2 separate regions of the Mus musculus genome follow, and region 1 is linked to region 2. Evidence: chromatin contacts called from public HiChIP or PLAC-seq data. All regions are on one chromosome and are shown on one strand. Each heading gives the region's core, a stretch centred on a gene start, on an enhancer-like site or on the middle of the called end of the contact. The rest is flanking DNA. Distances are from core to core; before and after follow the strand shown.

Region 1 (5,588 bases), core at 1,442-3,941, 93 kb after region 2:
TGGTAGGGGGCTTTCGTAGGGGGTTCAAGAGCCTGAGTTCCACCCTAAGCAGTGGAAAGAGAGAAGGGAGGGGGGTGTCTCAAGAGATGCAGGGGACAGAAGGAGGGAGGGGGAGCTAGAGTGAGAAAACCGACTGGGTAGCACAGGCCTGTAGTCCGACCCATGAAGAATTAGGCCATGGCCAGTCTGGGCTCCATACTTCCAAGCTGGCTTGGGCAAATGAGATTCTGTTTCAAACAAAACAAAATAGATAAATAACAATAAAAAGGAATAAAAGCAGCTGTATTTCTTCTTGGACTACTATCCAGAGTTAGAGAGAGAAAGTGAAGGCCTGGCAGGCAGGGCTAGGGGTTTGGTTTCCAGGGCAAGTGAAGGCCAGGGTTGCCTTGGGATGCCCATGGGGTCTTCAGAAAAGTACCACCTGTGCTCCTTTGTGTCAGTACCAGAGGTCAGACCCCCTCTCCCTTTGCTATTTTCATTATGGATTCAGATACTTGAAGATTTCTTTTACAAAAGGGCAGCCTTTCAGACCTGCCCCCTGCCACCAGGCCTGCAGTGTCTCTGGGTAAGCAACTGGAAATTCGGTAACAAACATACCTGGGGGTGGATTAGTTTATGTATGCTCCTACAAGAAAACAGACCAACTTTATTGATTGTTGTGGCACAGACACACACACACACACACACACACACACACGGAGAGAGAGACACACACAGACAGAGAGACACAGAGAGAAGGAGAGATGAAAGAGAAAGAGAGAGTGGTGTGATACGTGTGTAATTTCAGAATTTGAGATGTGGAGGGAAGAGGACTGGAATGAGTTCAAGGCCATCTTGGGCTACTTGATTCCCTGTCTCCAAAACAAAACCAGACAACAACAATACAGAACAAAGAACAAAACTCAAAACCTAATAAATAAATAAATAAATAAATAAATAAATAAATAAATAAATAAATTAAAGAAAGAAAGAAAGAAAGAAAGAAAGAAAGAAAGAAAGAAAGAAATGACTCTAGCTGGGCTGTGGGAGACTGTTTGCTCCTGAAAGGTCTGGATTACACGTCCAGTGGCCTTGGAGAACCAGGCATTCCTGGAAGGAGGGCTGGGAATGGAATTAGGATGGGAGAGAAGTGGGAGGAGAGAAATAACAAACCAAGACAAAGTTTCTCTGACCATGGCTCAAATTGTAATTTTTCAGCTCTGCATTTCTATAGGCAAAACCACAAAACGGAGCCCCTTTGTTTCAGCTGGGTTTGAGTTGCAAAGGAAGCTCTCAGCAGCTCAGCGGGCGGGCAGTCTCTTTCCGCTTGGGCAGGACGCCTGGCTCCAGCGGTGGCGACTTGTTTAGCCAACTCAAGGCTGGGGGAAGGGCCCACATTCCTACCCTGTAAAAGAGAAAAACACAACCAAACAGCACCACAAACAACAGATTACAGGATTGCCACCCCAGGAGTCTTTGGGTTTGTTTGTTTGTTTTTAGATGACTTTTTTCTTTGGTAAGAATGTTTCATTTGTGTCTATGGCCTTGGAGTTAGAAGAGGACATGGGATCCCCTAAGACTAGAGTTACAGCCGGTTTTGAGTAGTTATGTGGGGGCTGGGAATGGAACCCGGGTTCTCTGGAAGAGCAGCCAGTGCTCTTAACAGGTCACCAAGCCATCTCTGGAACTGTCCTGTAACCACCTTTAAAATGCACATTTTGGTGAGGGGAGACTAGCATAACTCTAGATCTAGGGGTAACAATGACTGTGGCCTCTTAGGACATAGTACTTATGTGCCCACATACACAAATAAAAATAAAAACAGTAACAACAACAACAACAAAATAATCCAGCTCAGAGAGCTGGGGCTGTGTCTCAGTTGCAGAGTGCATGGCCGAAGAGTCCCCATTAGATCCCGTATCACCAGAGTAAGGGTTAACCAGCAGAATCCCTTGGCGGGTTGGGGTTACTAAAGTGTGTCCCAAAGATTACACCATCATACCATCATACAATAGATCTCCCGAAAGGAATTTATTTGGGTGGGAAGAGATGGGCTAGCCCAGACAACAAGAGACAGAGAGACAGGGTGAAAGAGTAGGCCGCGATGGGGGGGGGGGGCTGGCTTTTAAATGGTATGCCCGTGGCATTTGGCAGCTGGTGATCATAAAGCTGCTGGCCCTGAGGCGCTGAAGGCAGGCTGGGCCACAACCAGTACCGGCCACAGAAACCAGCTGTTGGCAGAAGTATCGGACCTGCAGTCTGGGATGGTGTGCCCACCCTGGGGCGTGGTCCCACCTGGTCACAAGTAAGATGCCTCCAGCCCTGACCCCACATCATCTACTCACGCAGCTCCCCTGTCCCAGCCAACAGCAACTTGTTCGCCCTGGGGTCTTACTTCTGTTAAGAGTCCCTACCAAAGGCCTGGGGCAAGGGTCTCTTCCTGATCTCCATAGGAGTCTCTGGTCTCACAATGTTTCTGTGTGGGTTCAGTGGTGACGAGGATTAGTTATGGATACACAGAGGCTGTGACACCTGCCAGCTCTGTGCTACTTCCTTTAAGGGCCTGGCCCCACAGCCACGTGGACCTTTGTCCATAGGGGTGGCGAGGAAGCCACACTGTTCCAGCAACCTGATCTTTAACAGAACAGCATCTGTCAGGACTCCGCGGCTCTCTGCCTGGCCAAGCCGGCACACTTTTTGTTGCCAAAGATGGGTGGTGTCACCGGAAGTCTAAGGGAGTGTGGTTCGGAAATCCCCTTGGAAAACCAGCTCTTGTGCCAGACCTCGCTTGACGTTAGGCTCTGCTGCCCTCTAGTGGCCGCAGGGTGGCATGAACCACGAGGGGTTGGAGACGTCTGCTCAATGGCTTGGGAAGTGGGGGAAGGGAACTGTGGCGGTTGCGCAGATCCAAGTGCTTTGTACCCACGACATCTTAGATTCTGCTGCGTCCCCCAACCCCCGATTTTTTTGCCCTTTGTTAATCAGAACTCAAAAAGCACCTAACCCTTTTACATATCCAGAGCACGAAGCCGGAACTAAGGCTCAAGCATCGGGCTCCTTGTTTGCTGGAATCCCCCAAAATGAACGTAACTGTCATACCATACATGTGTGTAAAATTGGAGAAAGGGGATGATATGAGCTTAATTGGTTAAGTGGTGGCTGGTGTATATCTGTAATCCTGCCACTACAGGGGCACAGACAGGGGATTCCCTGTGAGTTCTATGCCAGCCTGAACTATCCCAGTTTAAAAACAGAACTCTGCTATCTCCCCCACTATGACTCTCCCTTTGTCCCATTCCCACAGGCTAAGGGACTTCTGGATCCTGAGAACTCGAGTTGGCGATACAGTTGGAATGACTTTAATGGACCATTATATTTCCATATATAGGAATTACTGGCCATCTTAGGACAGGAATGCTTTCCAGGAATAATCTGCCTGCCCACCTGGTAACGCCACCCTGAGCCACAGCAGTTGGAAAGTAGGTGGTGGAAGAGAAACAGTGTTTCAAGTATTCAGAGCCAAAAGAGGGTCTGTGAAAAGTTATCCCAGCTATTAGTTATGAGACTGAGAGAGATGCCTCAGTGCTTTACAGTACTAATGGCTCCTCCAAAGGACATGGGTTCAATTCCTGGTCCCCATATGGTGGGCTCCCAATTATCTGTAACTCCAGTTCCAGGGGATCCACTGCCCTCTTCTGACCTCCTCAAGATCTGCATGCAGGTGGCACACAGACATGGAGGCAAATCACCCAGCCACAGTGAGACCTCATCTCAAAAGATTCAAAGAAAAGAGGGCTGTGGGAATGGTGTTGACATCAAGGATTTGAATAGAGAGCACCAGCCCAAATCATCATGGTCAAATTAATTAAAGCAAGCTTACCCCCTGCCCTACCCCCGCCTCCACTCACACAAGAGTTTTTCTCTGTAACAGTCCTGACTGTCTTTGAACTCACTCTGTAGACCAGGCTGGCCTCGAACTCAGAGAGCTGTCTGTCTCTGCCACCGGGGTGCTAGTATTAAAGGTGGGGGCCACCATAGTCCACTGCAAACCTGCAAGCTCTTTTTTTTTTTTTTTAATTCATGTGTATACATGGGTTGCCTCCTCTAAGGTGGAATTCAAGGAGTCAGCCTTGGATGTGAGGGAGATAATGTTTTTATAGCTTAGGGGTAGGGGCTTTCCAAATGGGGGATACGACAGGCAAACAGGCAGGGTTACAGAAGCAGAGCAGAGCATAAGAAATTGGTCTTGGGCTGGTGAGATGGCTCAGTGGGTAAGAGCACCCGACTGCTCTTCCAAAGGTCCAGAGTTCAAATCCCAGCAACCACATGGTGGCTCACAACCATCCATAACGAGATCTGACTCCCTCTTCTGGAATGTCTGAAGACAGCTACAGTGTAACTTACATATAATAAATAAATAAATAAATAAATAAATAAATAAATAAATAAATCTTAAAAAAAAAAAAAGAAATTGGTCTTAACAACTTTTGAAACAAGGACATGGTTGCAAGGTGGTCATAATAACCTTTTGAAACAAAAAAATAGGGTTGTCACATGGTCATAACTTTTTGGAACAAAGGCACAGTTGCTGTTTCCTGGAACAAGCAGTATAGAACCATTTGAAGGAAAGGTTACAAGTGGGGCATAGCCCAATCCTTGAGAAACAGTTTTAGCCATAAATACGATGGAGGCAGGATGGTTCATCAAGGGTGCAGCAGGCAAGAACACTACCTGCTCTTGCAGAGGATCCAGGTTTGATTCTCGGGGTCCATGTGGCACCTTTAACTCCAGTTTTAGGGAATCCAATGGTGTCAGCTACACACAAGGTGACATACATGCCCGCAAAACACTCATACGCATAAACATTAAACAAACAAAACTTAAACTATCAGAAAGGGTTGGGAAACATTCCCTCCTAGAGGCCTAGGAGACAGAGTTGAAATGCTGACGTCACATGCTGAATCCTGAACCATGTAAGGTTCTAAAAGGCTCTCTTTCTTCGGCTAGAAGCAGCCAACAATCACTGGGGGAGGAAACTGACCAGCTGCCAAAAGGAGATCTCTCAGACCTGTCCAATTGTCCATCTGTCCAGTTAAGCAGAGGACTTCAGGGTTCAGGATTTGTCACTGGTGTTTGGATGGGTTCTTATGGAATGCATCTGCTTTGTAGTCACCCCTGCTCCTGTAAGTAACCCCTTGCCATACACTTGTTAAAAACCCCAGTAAAACTATGATTTTCAGTAGTTCATCAAGCTGGACTTTGGTGCAATCAGTACATTGGTCTGTCACGGGTTCTCTGTCTAGGGTAAGTAGAGAGGTGTGTGTGCTTGCTCTTTACCTTGGAGAGGTCTTACACGGCAGAACTCAACAATGCAATAGATAAAATAGCAGCTGACTTTGTGATGAAATTCGTTCTCCCCCCACCCTGCTTGTAGTCCTGGCTGACCTTGAACTTGTGGCAAGCCTTCTGCCCCATCAGTGTGCTTACACTTAACTTTTGTTCTTTCTTTTTAATTCTCATTTCCTTTCATTTGGAGGAACAGTTTTACCCTCTCTCTTTTCAAAAATTACATTTATTGCCACATGTCTTTAGGCCCAGCACTCAGGAGG
Region 2 (5,965 bases), core at 526-3,025:
ATTTTTACTTCTTTGAAGGGAACAAATTAATGAATGTTTTCTGCATTTTTAAATACATCATACACATTTCACACATGCAAAGATAAACTTTTCCCCATAAAGACAGCTGTAGTAAGCAGTTATTGTGAATGCCCTTAAGTTAATAGTCATTCATCCTTCATGTTGAGGTGACTCCTGAAATAGTGGTGAAGTATGACCAGTGACAGACTTGAAAAAGGAAAAAGTATAAAACAGTCATTACATCATTTGGGTCTTCTTTCTCCCAGGATAATCTCTTGATACTTCCTTAATAATTAGTTCCTTAATGATTAATTGATTCCCCCTTTGGATTATCAAGAGCTTGCTAAATAGCAAGCACTTTTTTATAGTTGGGGAGCATCTCACTGTATATCCTTGGCTGCTTGGAACTCACTGTGTATACCAGGTCGCCCTCAAACTCGAGAGATCTACCACACTACCTTAAAAATGAAGAGGAGAAAATGAAATAAGGGTTTTCATTTCATTTAAATATCTTTCTAGGCCAGTTGGACAAATGCAAGTAAAAAGCAACGTGAAAAGCTCCTTGAGCTGATTCGTCGTCTTGCAGAAGATGATAAAGATGGTGTGATGGCACATAAAGTATTGAACCTTCTGTGGAATCTAGCTCACAGTGATGATGTGCCTGTAGATATCATGGATTTGGCTCTCAGTGCTCACATCAAAATACTAGATTATAGTTGCTCCCAGGTAAGGAGGTGGTGTTTGGCTTGGTTGTATTACTTTTGTGCCCCTACAGTACTAGGTAGTATGGCTAAAGTACAGGATAATTTTAGGTTATTTTAGCATTATCTTTTTAATGATTTTAAGAATTGATGTTTATTTAAGCCTGCCTTTCTTAGGTCTCTACAATAATGTTTTAAGATCCATCTGAGTCTCTGGAAGAGGAGGTACAAACAATAGGCCATTTAGTGATAATGTTGTCAAATGTATGGTAAAGGAATCAAATAGATCATAAAATATTAAGGCTGAGTTAGAAACTTTGGAAATAAATATTTTCTTTGCTCATAAAAGATAAAGAATAATTAGAATTTTCTAGGTAGTAGATTCTAATGTCAGGGTGTTGCATTAGCATGTTAATGCATGATTTTATTATGAGATAGAATCTTTTTAAGTTAAAACAAATCTCAAACCTAGTAAATTATAATCAAACTTTACTGAATGTATGTGATAAATTTTAGGATTTTACTTTTTAGAGTTTGGTAGTAAATATGAAGTTAAGATATACCTAGAGCACTTTAAAAAAATTAAACTCTTAGAGTTACAGTATATTTTATATTTATCATGTTAATCTTATAAGAAAAACCGACTTTATAATTCCATGGATTATTGGAATTTAGCTTAATTTCCTTATACATTTATCTTTAAATACTGTGACTTAGAATTTTCCCGAGTATTGATCTATATAATAAAACACTGAAATTGTTTAAGGACCGGGACACCCAAAAGATCCAGTGGATTGATCGCTTCATAGAAGAACTTCGCACAAATGACAAATGGGTCATTCCTGCACTGAAACAAATTAGAGAAATTTGTAGTTTGTTTGGTGAAGCACCTCAAAATTTGAGGTAAGACTTTTAAAACTAGACAGTTTAAATATTTTTATTTATGGTTTGTTAATTTCAATTTGTAAAAGAAAATTTTAAAGAAAGTTAATGAAGTGCCAGGAAACTAAGAAGAAAAGGGCTCCTTTTGGAACAAAAGAATCTTTTGTCATTCCTACATCCTTTGTTTCATTGATATGGAAAGTAAGCCATGATTAAGTGATCAGTACTAAAATCTAAGTGATCTTGCTGTTTGATGCTGTGTCACATGGTAGTTTTCACACCAAAAAAAAAAGATTGTTTTTTTAATTTTTAAAGTTAGTTTAGAAGATTAAATTGCATGGAGATTTAAATGATAGTAGATGGAATGATAGAACACTGGATTTTTTAATTTTTTAAGATTTATTTTATTTATTATATGTAAGAGAAGAGGACATCAGATTTCATTACAGATGGTTGTGAGCCACCATGTGGTTGCTGGGATTTGAACTCGGGACTTTCAGAAGAGCAGTCAGTGCTCTTAACTGCTGAGCCATCTCTCTAGCCCCTGAATTTTTTAAATATTTCTTAAGTATACTTTAGGCCAGCGATGGTGGTACACACCCTTAATCTAAGCATTTTGGAATCAGAGGTAGATAGATTTTTGTGGTTTCCAGATCAACCTGGTTTACACAATTAGGTCTAGGCCAGCCACGACTACAGAGTGAAACCCTATCTCAAATGGAAAAAAACAAAAACAAAGAAACTCCAAAAATGAAAAATAAATAACAAAAAACTTAGGTGTTGAAAAAATGGTACAATGCTTAAGAATTCTAGGTAGTCTTCCAGAGGACTAAACTTCAGATCACAACTATTTGTAATTCAATTTTTAGGAGATCCCATGCCCTCTTCTGGCCTCAGTATGTACTGAATATACATGGTGCACAGACACACGTGTAATAAAAATAAATATTTTTAAAAGAAGAAAGAAAGCGAGTTAATGGATTAAAAAAAAATGTACTATTTTAAGGTTCCAAAATCTGTTTATAAGTACAATTTGTCCTCTTATTTTCTGGGCATGAGTTAGAATGGTTGACATAGAAAGGAAAAATTATGTGGCATGAAAGAAAGCTTGAGTGTAGTGGAACTAATATTCATAAATGAAGTGTGAACAATGAAATCATATAATCTCGGGAGTATTCTTTAAATAATCATGGTTTCCTTGTATAATAGATGCAGGTGGAGGAAAAGGTAATGTTTGTCAAAGTAATGTATTTTGAGTATGTTTGGCCCAGGGTACATATGCCACTTAACCTTTCTGAAATTTATTAACTCTCAGGTAGACATAGTATTCAGCAACTCCTAGAAATTAATGACCTTGTCTATACTAGAATATGAAAGTTGTACTATCTATGAAAGTTGACTGTGAAATTTGTTGTGTGACAAGAACAACTTGGCTGCAAACCAAATGTTCCCAGGGAATAACTTAAACAGCTAGTAGTTTTTAAAATATTATTACTTTTTTTTTTTTTTTACTTTTGGGGGGTAGGAACTCGTTTTTGTATGGCAGTCAGAGAACAACATGTTCTCACCTTCAAAAATGAAAATAATGGGGATCAAGCTCAGGTTTTCAAGCTGGCAGCAAGTGCCTTTTCCTGCTAAGCCATCTGTTTGGCTTCTAATAATACTAATAATTAAAAAGTAAAAAACATTGGCCAGCAATTGGCAATGCTGGTTCTACAAAGAAGTTTGGATTTTTGGAATTTTCAAAAAGTCATGTATTCTTATAAAAATGCTTTGCTACTGCCATATTATAATAGATACAACTGATTCTTGCTTTTCAAGTAATACCATTTTTAATTTTTAACACTAATTTCTTTTAAGTTGCTTAATGTCATTAAGGAAGTAAATGAGTAAAGCTGGCTTTTGAGTTTTTAATTAGTAGCTAATAATTTAGTGGTGATAAACAGTTGATTGCAAGAGTTTAATTGCCTAATTATATTGTTAAGCTCTTCTCGTTTCAGTCAAAGTCAGCGAAGTCCCCATGTATTTTATCGCCATGACTTAATCAATCAACTTCAGCACAATCATGCCCTAGTTACTTTGGTAGCAGAAAACCTTGCAACTTACATGGAAAGCATGAGAATGTATGGCAGAGGTATGTATTGTAAGATAATTGAACTGTGAGAAATAACAGTGATTGCCATTTTCTATTAGGAGTAACAATTATATTTTTATTTATTTTTTATTTCAATCTTTTTTTTTTACAGTCTAGACTCTATACTCCTCCCAGTCCACCCTCATGACTGTTCCACATTCCATACCTCCTCCTCTATCCCCTAACCTGGTCTTCCTGAGGGTGTCCCCATCCTTCCTATCCCCTACCCAGCAGGCCTCCCCACTTCCTGGGGCCTCTAGTCTCTTGAGGGTTAAGTGCATCTTCTCTGACTGAACCCAGTCCAGGAAGTCCTCTGCTGTATATGTGTTGGGGGCTTATATCAGCTGGCATATGCTGCCTGGTTGGTGGTCCAGTGTCTGAGAGATCTCAGGGCTCCAGGCTAATTGAGACTGCTGGTCCTCCTACAGCTTGTTAACCACCTCCTTAGCTTTTTCCATTCCAGCTTTTCCCTAATTCATCCACAGGGATTAGCAGCTTCTGTCCATTGGTTGAGTGTAAATATCTGCATCTGACTCTTTCAGCTGCTTGTTGGGTCTTTCAGAGAACAATCATGATAGGTTCCTTTTTGTGAGCACTCCATAGCCTCAGTAATGGTCAGGCCTTCCTTTAAGCTGGATCCCACTTTGGGCCTGTCACTGGACCTTCTTTTCCTCAGGCTCCTCTCCATTTCCATCCCTGTAATTTTTTCAGACAGGAACAGTTCTGGGTCAGAGGTTTTGACTGGGATGGCAACCCCATCCCTCACTTGATGCCCTTTCTACTGGAGGTGGGCTCTATAAGTTTCCTCTCCTCACTATAGGGCATTTGATCCGAGGTCCCTCCCTTTGAGTCCTGAGAGTCTCTCACCTCCCAGATCTCTGGTACATTCTAAAGCCCCCGCCACCCACCGTGTTGCCTGTTTGATTCTTTCTGCTGGCCCTCAGGGCTTCAGTCCTTTTCCCCCCTCCCAATACCTAATCATGGTCCCCTCTTCTCCCTGTCCCTTTCTCACCCAGGTGCCTCCCTCCCTCTCTCCCTCCCCCCTCCTTTGGATTTGTTCTCCCTCCCAAGTGGGGTTGAGATGTCCTCACTTGGGCCCTTTGGCTTGTTAACCTTCTTGAGTTCTGTGGACTGTATCCTGGGTTCTGTACATTTTTTGGCTAATATCCACTTACTAGTGAGTATCATACATGTCCTTTTGGGTCTGAGTTATGTCATTCAGGATGATAATTTCTAGATCCCTCCATTTGCCATCTTGAGATTGTAGACAAAGCTGCCCTTGATCTCACTGAAATCTGCTTGCTTCTGCCTCCAAGTACTGGAACTAAAGGCATATACACCACTATACCCAGCACCATCTTCTATATTAACTTTCTTAAAGGAAGATGGACTTATTAAAATTCTTACCAATATTTGCTTATGTGTTATGACTGCTAGTGCTTTCATGTGCTGGTGCCTACCAATCTTTCCGGAGTTTTTTTGTATAGACAAAAAAATGTGTAAACCACCTTTCAGTTGTCACTGAGGCTTTAGTTCACTGGTAACATTATTACTTTGCTGACCTCAATTGATACTTACTAGAAAAGTGACTTACCTCATTCGTTGCTTTTCCTTGTTCTCAGCCATGAAGTACAAGGTCTATATGGGTTTTAAAATACTGTTATTAAATAGTTTGTTAGCATTTTCCACTTACCTGGAGAAATGGCTGCTTTGGGACCTGGACCAAGGAATTAAGGACTTCTTAATGGGAAAAGTATGAAAGTGATCATAGAATAAAGTTTATGTTGAAAGAATGAAGGATTTTGGTGTTTATAGGCCAAAACTAGAACAAAATAATAAAAATAACTATATGCATTGAATAAATAACATATAAACACATAAAAGAAAATAAAAGACCCAGAGGACCTTAACAAAACATTTAACTAGATAAAAATACAGATAAAATTTAAAGTGCCTAGAAATTGTTATAAGGAGTTAATAACAAGAAAATCTAAATCTCAAAACTAGCAGTTGAGCCACAACTTGTTCATTTGTCTCTACAGTCAGCTTCACCATGAGAAAACTATTCTGCAGTAGTTTGACTAAGGACTAGTCCTCCCCACACAACTCCTAGTCTAGGACTGCACTTGGTTTCTTGCACAGCAAGCTGCTAGCCTTCTTATTCTTAGTCCTTTGTTACAGATGCCCTCTTAAATATGCAGATGTGACTTCATTACCCTGCCCACTCAGTATCTATGTTAGTTGAAAC

Evidence for each region. HiChIP or PLAC-seq counts read pairs in DNA pulled down with a chosen protein or histone mark.
Region 1: a contact with region 2 is called in an H3K27ac HiChIP or PLAC-seq map of embryonic stem cells, with 2.7 times the contacts expected there. The contact joins two enhancer-like sites. A contact is called at or near these places in 1 of 484 Hi-C or Micro-C datasets (pancreatic cancer cells), 7 of 115 datasets of contacts at active chromatin or transcription factors (embryonic stem cells and epiblast stem cells) and 3 of 9 other capture datasets (adipose tissue, embryonic stem cells and pancreatic islet).

The regions. Positions count from the first base shown.
Region 1 is chrX:13,205,425-13,211,012 of GRCm38.p6, forward strand. No RefSeq gene overlaps it. Among named protein-coding and RNA genes, the nearest start is that of 2010308F09Rik, 40 kb to the right of the region's middle. Within about 2 kb of position 2,692, at least 154 of the 459 cell types and tissues checked have an H3K27ac peak or open chromatin away from gene starts, as enhancers often do. A contact at or near this core is called in embryonic stem cells, where this site is marked.
Region 2 is chrX:13,113,041-13,119,005 of GRCm38.p6, forward strand. Usp9x (ubiquitin specific peptidase 9, X chromosome) reads left to right here. Exons shown (of 45, transcript NM_009481.2): 12 at 520-726; 13 at 1,468-1,604; 14 at 3,584-3,717. Among named protein-coding and RNA genes, the nearest start is that of Usp9x, 45 kb to the left of the region's middle. Within about 2 kb of position 1,776, at least 1 of the 459 cell types and tissues checked has an H3K27ac peak or open chromatin away from gene starts, as enhancers often do. A contact at or near this core is called in embryonic stem cells, where this site is marked.